3 separate regions of the Gossypium hirsutum genome follow, and all the other regions are linked to region 1. Evidence: chromatin contacts called from public Hi-C data. All regions are on one chromosome and are shown on one strand. Each heading gives the region's core, a stretch centred on a gene start, on an enhancer-like site or on the middle of the called end of the contact. The rest is flanking DNA. Distances are from core to core; before and after follow the strand shown. Region 1 holds the start of LOC107920342 (molybdate-anion transporter). Region 2 holds the start of LOC107913039 (outer envelope pore protein 37, chloroplastic). Region 3 holds the start of LOC107912685 (BAG family molecular chaperone regulator 1).

Region 1 (3,955 bases), core at 616-3,115:
GGAAACAACCTGACAGGGAGCAACATACAGCATCTATAATACTAGAAATAAGGGTGAAGGTCATAAGAGAATACATCTATAATGTTTATAAGTCCACCTAATAAGCATTAAGAGTAAAGGGGGATAGATGAAATGCCTCACCTTATTATGTTCAGCAACAAGCCATGACTCAAATGCTGAAAACAGAAGAGAGGTAGCAATACCTCCCAAAACACGACCTATCATCAAAACTTTGTATTCAGGAGAATGCTTGGTGATGCAGCTAAGTATGTAAGTTATGCAGTATGTAACGCATGCCCTCCTCCTGCCCCTGAATTGAAAAAATGAAGGTATTTTTGTATCATGACAAGAAACTTCATCCATAAAGCACAATATATCACAACAGAAGCCAAAGTAAAAGCTTACTGTTTGTCAGCTAGAGATCCAACAATTGTCCCAAACAACATGGAAGAGCCAAAACCAGCAATAAAAAGCTGTCCGATCTCCCCTTTTCCAAATCCATATGTACTGTACAGATAGTAAACATATGGACCCTGAAGCCAGTCTCCAGCTATTGACACATAACCATTTATTAGAACAGCAAGCTAGAATATGCCCAATTACCACAATATAAGAATGTTAATCTTTCACAATTACCAGAAAAAATAACTACAGATACGATCATACCTCAGAACAAATGTCGTGCATTACACTAATGAAGCTACATGTTTATTATGCATATTAATCAAAGAAAGACTTGCTAAAGTGCTAACCTTTTTTTTTTTTCACGGCATTTTCAAATGCTAGCTTAACAGCAAATTTTGATACAATAAGTCAAATTACTGACCAGTTGCATCCCAAGGAGACAACTAGAAAGCGCCATCACTCCTTCTATTACCAAGAAACTAATTCAAGGGTTTAATGCAACTTTATTTAGCTTTCAGCTAGTTTTACTATCTAAGGAAAAAAATCTTAATGGGGCAGACTAAACTCGGCAGAAGTAGACTTTACTCAAGCTCCAAGAAAATAGACTTAATTCTCAATTTTTTTTTCAAGACCATCATCAATAAGAGGGCCTAGAACCCAAGCAATAGCGACCTGTCTCAGACCCACCGAAAAAAAAACCAAATCCATCGTCTCAACCAGAAAACAGAAACGGACTAAAAATCGACATACAACTTATAGGAAGTCATTTTCAAGTACTAATTCCTTGTCTTTTACAAGCTAAATCAAATGAATGAATCCCGTTTTCCATTTCCAAAGCAAATAGAAACAGTATTGTTCAAAGTAGTCATTAATGACAAGAACATTATCCACCAAAACGGGAAAAAATAACAAAAACTAGCAAATCTAGGAAATGGGTATCTAAATTCATTAAAAAAGTCCAACAATAGATCAGATCCATGTTAATGTAAAACAAAAAAAAAAAGTGAGATCCAAAGATAGAAATGGAAATCAGATCTGGGTAAAACGAAACGAGGGTAGTTAGTTACCCATCATGAGAGAGTAGACAAGAAGGTAATTGTTCTTGAAGGAATTGAAAGCAGGGGACGTGTTGGTTCGGTCCTTGCTGGTCTTGCTTAGCTCTAATGCGGCCACCACCGCTCCCAATGCCCCGAACACGACGAAGTAGAACAGCTCCATTGCTGCTGCCTGGCCCTCCAACGCAAATTACTAAGAGAGATATGAGATATACCCAGCAAGAAAAAATGATGGATATTGGGTTTCTATTTCCTGCACATGCCTCTGCTTCAGTGGCTTCTTTTTGGAGTGTCCTTAGTTGTTGTACATTTGATTTAATCATTAAAAAGAGTGAGGTACAATGACGAGTGCGTGGTGGGAGAACTTGTGAGGATGAGTAAATATTAGATGAAAACCGCGAAAGACGAGCTTTTAACATTTGGGTCACTTTTTAGGTGGACTTTTTGGTTTTAGGTCCGACACGTGGCGGGATTGGGTTGTCTCATATGAAGAGTAACAAGGAGGACATGTCGGTGGGTTAAGATCTATGGACAACGCGTCTTGGATCTTCAACGAGGATCAAATGAAGTGGGCCCCTTCTGTGGGCCCTTGGATCACATTGTGGGGTGAAGATATTTATTTTAGTATTTTTTTATAGATAACATAATTAAATTTTTATTAATAAAAAATAATAAATGTTGATATATAAAATTATTACCTAATAATATATCTCCATGCATTTTTGAAAAACATAATATTTTAGGTTTCACAAATCTTACATTATTTATGTAGATTGATACATTTCTAACTTTATATTGAATTATGGTTTCATTACTAGCTTTTATTGGATGTTTCATAGGTTCCTATTTTTCTAAAAGAATGACATTTTTTCTACAACTATTAGTTGTAGCTCTAGTATCTAATAAAGCATGTAAATAATATATTTTAAATTCTTTAAATTGAAGTGTAATTTCAATATATGTGTAATATTTCCTAGACTGGAAATTTGAAAATATAATTACATCACTTATTCCAAGTTTCATTTGTTGGATTATTATCGAAGTTTGTATTTCTTTCATTCTAGTGTTTCTAGAAAATACAGAGTTTCTACTTGGTTCTGTGGGAAAAATAGGAATTGAACTGTTTTCATTCTTATCGGTGTTGAAGATATAAAACTTCTACTTGGGTTTTCCTCATCTTCCTCTATTTGAGTATTTAAGGGTAAAACCAAATTATCATTTGTATTTGTTATAGCTGTATTTTTAAAATATAATTTATCACCGAACGACATATATTCTATTGTACTTACGGGTTTAGAAGTACTTGCACTACTTATCCTATCTATTATCCAATCTCTAGGTATTGATAAATCTCTTAAATGCAATAAGTAGATATGTAGTTTCTTGATCTTTTTTATCAGTATATCCACAAAATTCTATTTTTAGAATAAAAGTTAACTTTTTTAATAAATTTCTAGGAGTTTCAATCTAGTTGATTAACTGCCCTTTCTGTTCTCTTCCTTTTTCTGATTCTTCCCATCTTCTTAAGAATTGTAAAACATCTCCTTGAAATGTTCCAACAAAGTAGTTTAAAATTTTTTCTTTTGACCACATGTTGTTGTTAACAACTATAGTCATAGATTGTGCCCAATCATCTATGGTTTTTTCATAGTTTGCTATAGGAATATTAGTTAGATCTAAATATATTCCTCCTTGGGCAACATTTCTTTTGTTTAAATCATCTATTCTATGTGGGACTGGTTGAGTAGATGATTCTCCTAAATTCTAAAATTTTATTTCATTAGTAGCAATATTTTCAGTTTGATTACCAAAAATCCTACTTGTATTTTCAACTTGTAAATAGTTTTTATGAAAATATCTTAAATAATCATCTTTTTGAAGATCCGGCTCTATTTTTCTTTTTCCATGAGGATTATAATTTGTTTGATCAGTATCCATTGGTTTTGGTATTTCTATATTTTCTTCTTCATCTGTTGAAGTATTTTCTTCATCAGATTTGTAACTTGTAACATTTATGTCTTCTAAGTTTATAGAATTATCAGAATTATTAGAACTACTACTACTGTCTGTAGTGTCATAGTTTAACATATAATGATAATTAAATAATGTAAATAGATCTTTATGTTTATCATAGAGTTGTTCTATTAGTTTTAGATATTATATTCTTTCATTTTTATCAGAAGTCTTAGTAAATTTATTACATTTAACCATATCTTATATTTAGATATTTTATAAATTTCTTATTTAGAAATATAATTTTTATTAATTTTTTCTATCATTTCATCAGAAAAATCTTTTTCTTCTCCGATTATATTTCCTAATTTTATATCTTGTTGTTCATTTTTAGGAATTTCTTCTAACTGATTATTAGAGTTGTTTCCTGTATTAAACATAAAAATATATTCTTCTTCATTTGTAACAGAATCTATTTCTGATATTAATTCATATAATATTTACTCAAGATTTATTTACTCTTCTGAACATATTTCTAAATC
Region 2 (3,955 bases), core at 422-2,921, 490 kb before region 1:
CTTCATCTATGTAACGTGCGGCACCTACACCATACAAAATTGGACCTTTAACAATTCCATTTATCGACAACCTTGGTACGTCATCCTCTTCTCTCTCCTCTAATGAAAATTCACCGATGGGAAATCTGAATGTCGCTTTGGGCTGCAGCAACAGGAAAGTTCAGATGAGAGAAAAACAGCTATGACCAATGTTGAAAAACATCAGAGAGGAAGCATAAAAATACAAGTGGACTGCCATTAATCAAGTGTTTTAAGCGATGCAAAAGTCAGTATAGTATGGGTTGAATAATGCATAAAGAAAAAAACAACAGTATGACACCACATACATTAAGCAACTTAGAACCACAAAAAACTGCTGAAATTGAATTACCACATCATTCCATGATAAATGGTTCTCAATTGTCCATAACTTAATGCCAAGCAATCGATTTTCACTAGTAAGACACCAGGAGAAACAAAGCTCACCAATGAAACATTGGGAACAGGTGATGACACTTCAACAGCATAACTAGGATCAGCAAGTTTTGCAATAGCTGCCAGTTCACCTTGTTGTGCCTGAGAAAAAAAAAAAGAGAGAGAGAGAGAGAGATTCAGGGGATATGGCATATGTGGCTTTAAGGAAATATTTATTCAGCACTTGAACAACAATTATGATAGTTGGCTTCAAAAATAATAAACTCCCCATTCCCAAAAATACAAGGAAAAATAGGATTGAAGATAAAAAACAACACAAGGATGTTCAGAGAGGTCTTCAAGACTCAAGTATGACGACCAACTAGACCATTTTATGAAAGAAAAATCCTCTGAAACCCCATTATCAATTTCATAGGCTCGAAAAACGATCACCAAATGCAAAGCCCGGTACTCGAAAATTCTCTAGAAAACCAAATAATAAACAATCTTTCATATCTTCCATGCACAATAAAAAAGAGGTTTCAATTTTATACAATTTTCAATGACATTGGCAACCAAGACTCCCACTAAGCCAAAACCGCGAGTTGGAAGGAAAGAAAAACCAACCTTAACATCAATGGCAGCTTTGAAATGCCACGTAGGACCGACATTGTAGTAACCCTGGAAGATGGCATTTTGTTCCTCAGGATCGTAGTATATGGACAAGTACTTAGAAGATAGCGCCAACTGGGGCTCCGTGATCTCGCGTTTGGCGTTGTTGATGAAGGAGAGTTTGAGCTTCGCAAGGTTGTCGAAGAGCTTACAAGACAGCTTGTGGAAGAACACGCGGCTATCACTATCGAACTCCGAAGTCACTCTGAGGGAGGATAACGAAGAGAGAAACTGGTAGGGCTTCCTGGGTGGTGGAGAAGATGGCGGTGGCTCAGGCTCCGGCTCCAAAGGGGACGGTGGCGGTGGCGGTAACAGGGGCGGGACAAGGTAATTGGGGATTCGAGGAGAAGCGTCCAGCATGGCTCAAATTGGGAGGGGGGTTTTGGGGTGTGTAATTGAAGGTATATGGGTGGTAATGGTATTCAAAGGGTTAAAAATTCTGGCCTTTGGCTACCAGAAAAAATCGAGGGGCGAGGGTTACTCTTCGTCAACCTACGCTTTTGCTTTGTTTGGAAATTGATATTTGGTAGAGAGAGAGAGAGTGACGTCTTTTGCATGCTTGTGTCACCGGTTATTTCGATTTCTACATTTTTTAAATTTTCTGATTCTGATTTGCCCTCACCCACCCTCCCCCCCTTTTATTTTCTTTTCACCTAAATATGTTTTTAGTATGTACTAATTGAACCCTTAACCCTATATTTTTTTAAGACAAAACTTGGGTTGTTTGGTTTTAATGAGATTGCAGTATTGAATTTTTAATTTTTTGATCTTTTCCTAATCTTATATTCGTGAACAAGATGTGGTAATGGTACAATTTTTTCTTAGGTTATCTAAAATTCCAAGTGAAATATGAAATTTTAGACAATTTTTTTTATCCTGATATTACTTTTCATCTTGATATTACTTTGTGGTTTATTAGATTGATGTTAAGGATTTTTTTTAAAATGTGTTTGTTGAATGCTATAGGAAAATGCATGTAAAAGTATCGGGGAAGCCCTTATACTTAGGGGTGAATTGCATTTTGATCCCTCTATTGAAAAATAGGTAAATTATCTCTTGTACATTATTTCAAAACGTGCAAATTAACCCATCCATTAATTTTTTTTTGTTAAATGATGATGTGGAACGTTAAATCCATGCTAAAATTATTTTTTCGGGTAAACATTAAAAATGATCACTCAACTATTAAATTTTTTTATTTAGTCACTAAACTTTTCGAAATTAAATATTTTAGTCACTTTGAGCTAATGTAGGTTTTTTTATTGGTCAGTAACAAAATTAGCCCTTTAATGTTTGCACATTCTATCAATTTAATCTTAAATATAAAAAATTAAACAAATTTAGCCCTCAATGTTTATAAAATTTGTCATTTTAGTTATAATTCTAAAAAATCAATATGGCCCTTAAAATTTATAGAATTTGCCAATTTAGTCCTAACTCAGAACGAAATGCATAGTTGGGTGACCATTTTTATAATTTACCCATAAAAAAATCATTAATCTTATATTTCGTCAACCAAACATATGAATATTACATTCTACCAAATAGACCAAACAAGTTAATACTATACTCCATCGATAATCTTACATACCCGTAATCTAAGATTTGGTGAACCAAACACACCTTTAGAGTATGTTTAGATTAAAAAAAGATAAAAATAAAAGAAAGGGAAAAAATTAGTGTTTGGTTAAACCACATAAAGGAAAAGAAATAGTTGAATATAATATTAGTTTTATAATTATAACATTTTTATGATATATTATGTAAAAATGGAGGGTAAAAAAGATATTTAATATCTTAAAAATATATAGATTTTGTTTCTCTAACTTTCCCACCAATTTGAGGGAATTAAAAATTTGACACTTTGAGAAAAAGTAAGGGATATACTCAAAAGTCTTAACCTTTCCTTACCTTAAAATTTTTTTTATCCAAACAAGTGGAACAACTTTCTCTTGCTTTCCTTTCATTTGTTACTTCCATCCAAATATAAGGTTTATTTTAAAGTTATCTCAAATAAGCAAATAACTTCTTACAATTTATTTGACTAAAATAAAAGTAAAACTTATTTAGGGAAAGCGTTATATATATATATATATTTGTTTAGATAGACTTAATAATTTAAGCTAAGGAAAGTAAAGAAAATTGAGTATCCCTTTCTTTCATTTAAAAATTAAATTTTTTATTTACTCTAATTTGGAGGGAAAGGTAGAGAAAGAAAAGTAAAACAAAATATTAAGATGTAGAATTTTTTTTTTTTGTCTACTTTTTTTATAAATAAATTTATGAAAAGGTTATAATTGTAAAGATTTATTATAATTAATACTTTGCTTCCCTTTCATTGTTTATCCAAACAAAAATTGTTAGAATTAATTTATTTTCTTTCATTAATTTTAATTATCCATTTGTTAAGCTTTCCACTCTTTTCCTTTCTTTTCCTTTACTACTTTTAATCCAAACATAGTGAAAGGTATTCTATACATAAAGGCAATTACTGTCTTATTACTTTTATAACTTATGGGATGCTATGTTATAATGCGTATAAATAAAGGCATGTAAGAGACTATAGATGAACCAAGAAAAGGAAGAAGTTTTCTCTTATATTGTGTCTTATATATTCATTTTGTCTCTTGTTTTTATATTTTACTTTTAGTTTTATAAAATGTATCAGCATGATCTTGTTCAAGAGTAATTGTTCTTTCTATCGAAGGTAGAATAACGTACCCATGCAACATCCTGGCTAATCGACATCCCTATTTGGGGTCTAATTGTTATACGAAGGCCAAGTCTTCTTTGCTTGCATCTTGCATATAGCTATGTTGACACTTACACATTATAGAACTCAAAGGGATTGAGTTATAGCCTGATTTGTGTAACACCCCTTACCCGAGAC
Region 3 (3,955 bases), core at 775-3,274, 470 kb after region 1:
CAAAGAAGTCCCAAGGGAATTTTGGCGGGACTGAATTATTGGCGGTTGATGTGGATGCTGAGGGGACCGGCAACGATGCTGGGGAGGAATCAAATGTCTCCCAGTTCGTGGTGACTACGACGGGCCCCGATGCTGATTGGTGGTGTTGATGGATTGGCAAATGGGCAATTGAGTTGCTCGATTGCTGCTCTTGAACTGGTGCTAGTCTTTGCCAGTTAAAATGCCTAGGCTTTTGCTCTTGGGTTGGGGCTAGTTTTTGCCCATTTGTATGCTTGTGTTGATTTTGGATTTCCATTTGACCTCCATTGTTGCTTGGCATAGCGTTTTTAATCTTCAACATATCCAATGTTTCAACATATTTTTGAACTCTTCTCACCTTCAACAATGCCAAAAGGCAAATCAGTATGGCTCTAAGTCCCAAAGAAAAGCAAATATACATTTTATCTTTCTAATTTTGAATAAACAACGGATATGGGTTTGCTTTCGGCAAATCGGGATTCTTAAGTACCTGCATTTTTCTTTGCAATTTTACATCTCCATCGGCTGTAATCGCATCTAATTTAAGCAACTGACTCATCAGCAGCTCAATCGAATTAATCAAGTCTTTCTCCGCTACTTTCCCACCTTTGGTGATTATTGTTTCAAAAGCTGACACCTAGGCAATATCCAACCAATATAATTTAAACTAAGAAAAATAATGCATAATCTCATAAATTATTATGTACCAGTATTGAATATTATGTACCTGGCCAGCAAGCCTATCAACTTCCAAGCTGACTTGGGAGATGGATTTAGATGCCTTCTCTACCTTAGCATTCTTTCTGGTCTCCAATAACCTCTTTTCTTGACTAATTGGGTCTTCAACTAAGACAATTTTGGACTTGTCCTTCACACCTGCCATATCTAGAAACGCTTTGGAATCCCTCTCCTTGTCTTTGTATAATAGCTTTTGATCTTGATGGTGTAATCCTGTTGGCCCTGTCAGCATCTTCTTCAACTCCCCTGCCACAACAATCCAAAGTAACTTTAATTGGTCTATTAGAGGTTATTATTATTAGTATTATTATTGTGAAAGATGAGAAATTTACCGAATGTAGCTTGAGAACTGATACTGATTTCGTGGTAGATGGAGCCGTATTTGACTCTAACTCTAATAGTCGGTGGTGGGATGGAATTTCGATCGGAGTCCGGGTTTCGCTTTTGTACCAACATGCCTCCGGGTCTAAGCTCCAAATCATGAGCAGCCGATTCACCTCTACCGCCACCGCCATTTGCCACCGGGGCCAACCCTGTTGCTTTTGTCTTCACTCTCATCATTTTCTTTTAACTACGATATGTTTCGTTTCGGTGACTAAAACAAAAAGAAGAAAGAAAAATTTCTACGGAGGGGAAGGAGAGATTGTTTTAGATCTTCAGAAAGAGTGAAAGCGAGCGATCTGTATCAGAAATCATGGAGAGCCATTTTTAAGACTTAAGGGGATGTTATCACGAGAGGTTCTTAAGAGTCCCACCCCAGCATTATCCGAGTCCAATTCCAACGCCCACGCGTATTTACAAAGACAACCAAGAAAAATAAAGCAGACCAAACCAAAGCAAAGACACGAAGGAAACTCCAACTCTTCGACTTCTCCCTTTTACAATAGCGTCTTACCAAAGGCAAGAAGAAAAAGAGAAAATCATCGATTCTTTCCCTGCAAGAAAACCAAACTCAACTCCTAGATCGCTGACACAAAAAGAAGAAAACTCAGATCTCTCCAACGCAAATGTAGCAGAAAAATAAAACGATGCTACGAGAATCTCCCACTTTTTCACAACAAAAAGACTGGAAAAATCAAATGTCCAACGGTGGGGAAAGACTATAATATGGAAAATGAACAATTTTCTTTCCAAATTATGAATCTGTTTCTTTTTCTCTCCCTCCTAGTAGCTCTGGGATACTCATGGAAGAATAGGGAAACGAATAAGAAAAAAAGAATATGAATAAAAAACGAGTGGACAGCTAATTGAGCAGCTTTACGACCTTAAGAAACAGATTATATAAATGTTTATTTTTTATATATTAAAAAAATAGTTTAAATAAAAAATAAATATACTTTTATGTTTTAAAATTACGGGGAAAATGAAAGGCAAACAAACAACGATGCCGCCAAATTGTGTAAAAGATTGAGAAAAAAATTATTCTTTTACCAAAATTTGGATCTTAGGTACTATTCTGCTGCGACACGATTTATCTTATAAAAGGACCGGTTGATCATTGGTACTTGCACACGTATAGTGCTCAGGGTATATCGGGGAATTCATTATAATTTTGCAATAATTCCAATCATTGACTTGATAATTATATTGACGATTTCAAACACGTGGCAGTTTAACGAAATTGGTCGAAGTTTGAACAAAGCAAAATGAAAAAGAAAAGGAAATGTTAATAATTTTAGTACGCAAATTATTCAAATTAAAAAAAAATACAAATAGGTTTATCATAAATTTTAATAAATATAAAATCAAATAAATGATAAATTAAATTTAAGGTTGCTAAATTATTAGTAAATTTATTTTTTGGTCATTCAATAATCACTAAACTATTAAAAAATTTTATTTAAATTATTGAGTTATTACAATCATCGTTGCATGACATTTTTTGTTCGCATCGTCTGCACAAATCAAAAGTTCTTATTCTCAATCTTTTTTATGTTTTAGTTTTATTCATGCAACAATTATGAACATCATAAATTTGTAAACCAAAATTCAAACAGCTTACTTCTCCTATCTCTTACACAAGTTGTCAAATTGACTTGGATCTAATATATATTCATCTACTTGTCGATTGAAACTAATCTACCGTACTGATTATCGAATTATTACTTAATGCTCGCTAGTCAGACCTTTTAAAAGAAAAATACTTAATAGTGTAGTGACATAAATAAAAAATTTTAAACAATTCAGTAACTTAAATGAAAACTTTTGAATAATTCAGTGACTATTTTATAATTTTTGAAGTTGAGTGACTAAAACCTGAACTAATTAATTTTGAACAAAGAATGAATTGAAAATGATATTTAAAATGATTTAATAAATGAGATTATGAACTAAAAAGATCATAATGTTCAAAATAATCTAGTTTATTGATTTTAATATAAAAATAATATAATAAACAATATCTTTTTATTTTATATAACAAAATTAAATATTATTTCCGATCTTAGTTATATCTAAAATTTATTTTTCAAATCATGATTTTTAAGACCACCTCAACATCCACGGGATGTTAAGTTCCTTTGTTTTGGCTAAATGGCATGTGCAAAATTTATTGTCCAAACATTTTATGATAATGAAATATTTTGAACTCAACACTAGTGAGTATCGAAGTGCTACTAACAACTTCTCGGAATTCTCCTAAAAAACTATTGAATTTTACAGACACGGAAAGGGAATTGATGTGATAGAACAGGAACTCAACTTTTGTGGATGTTGAATTCATGGATGATTTTTAATGAAGAAGTCGACACAAATAGGTGTCGACTTTAGGCATGTTTAAGCTAACCTAAACATTTCCCCTCTCCTATAAATAATGTGGTTTCATTTGGTAGAAAAGTAAAAAATAATGTAAATAATTGTCAAAATTTTCTCATTTGTGATCCTTAAAATAAATTGCACTATCTGCAAAGCTTCAGTAACTCACGTAATTAGTTAAGAGTTTTTTTTTCATAATGCATAAATTAGTGGTATAACATATGTGATTAATTTTTGTAATCAATATTATGTAATGATCAAATCATTGTTATTAAGGAAATTTTTATGTTATTATTGGTGTTACACTTGTTGAATATGTTCTAGGTATGGAATAAGGGAATTGTGCTATTATGTATAGTTGTCATGATAGTAAGTTAGCATTAATGTTGTCACTACCATTGTTATTAACAATTATTGGAGTTGTTAATTTTTTTTGTAATATTTA

The links. A called contact is a pair of places that touch in the nucleus more often than the background predicts.
Region 2: a contact with region 1 is called in a Hi-C map of leaf, with 2.0 times the contacts expected there. The contact joins the promoter of LOC107913039 here to the promoter of LOC107920342 in region 1. A contact is called at or near these places in 2 of 34 Hi-C or Micro-C datasets (hypocotyl and leaf).
Region 3: a Hi-C map of leaf shows a contact between it and region 1, with 3 times the contacts expected there. The contact joins the promoter of LOC107912685 here to the promoter of LOC107920342 in region 1. A contact is called at or near these places in 3 of 34 Hi-C or Micro-C datasets (all in leaf).

Annotation. Positions count from the first base shown.
Region 1 is chrD08:34,099,231-34,103,185 of Gossypium_hirsutum_v2.1, forward strand. It overlaps LOC107920342 (molybdate-anion transporter), which reads right to left and starts at 1,866. Exons shown (of 8, transcript XM_016850007.2): 1 at 1,473-1,866; 2 at 406-550; 3 at 142-310. The coding sequence starts at 1,623.
Region 2 is chrD08:33,613,923-33,617,877 of Gossypium_hirsutum_v2.1, forward strand. It overlaps LOC107913039 (outer envelope pore protein 37, chloroplastic), which reads right to left and starts at 1,672. Exons shown (of 7, transcript XM_016841494.2): 1 at 1,021-1,672; 2 at 466-555; 3 at 1-142. The coding sequence starts at 1,425.
Region 3 is chrD08:34,572,800-34,576,754 of Gossypium_hirsutum_v2.1, forward strand. It overlaps LOC107912685 (BAG family molecular chaperone regulator 1), which reads right to left and starts at 2,025. Exons shown (of 4, transcript XM_016840986.2): 1 at 1,089-2,025; 2 at 746-1,002; 3 at 509-655; 4 at 1-376. The coding sequence starts at 1,317.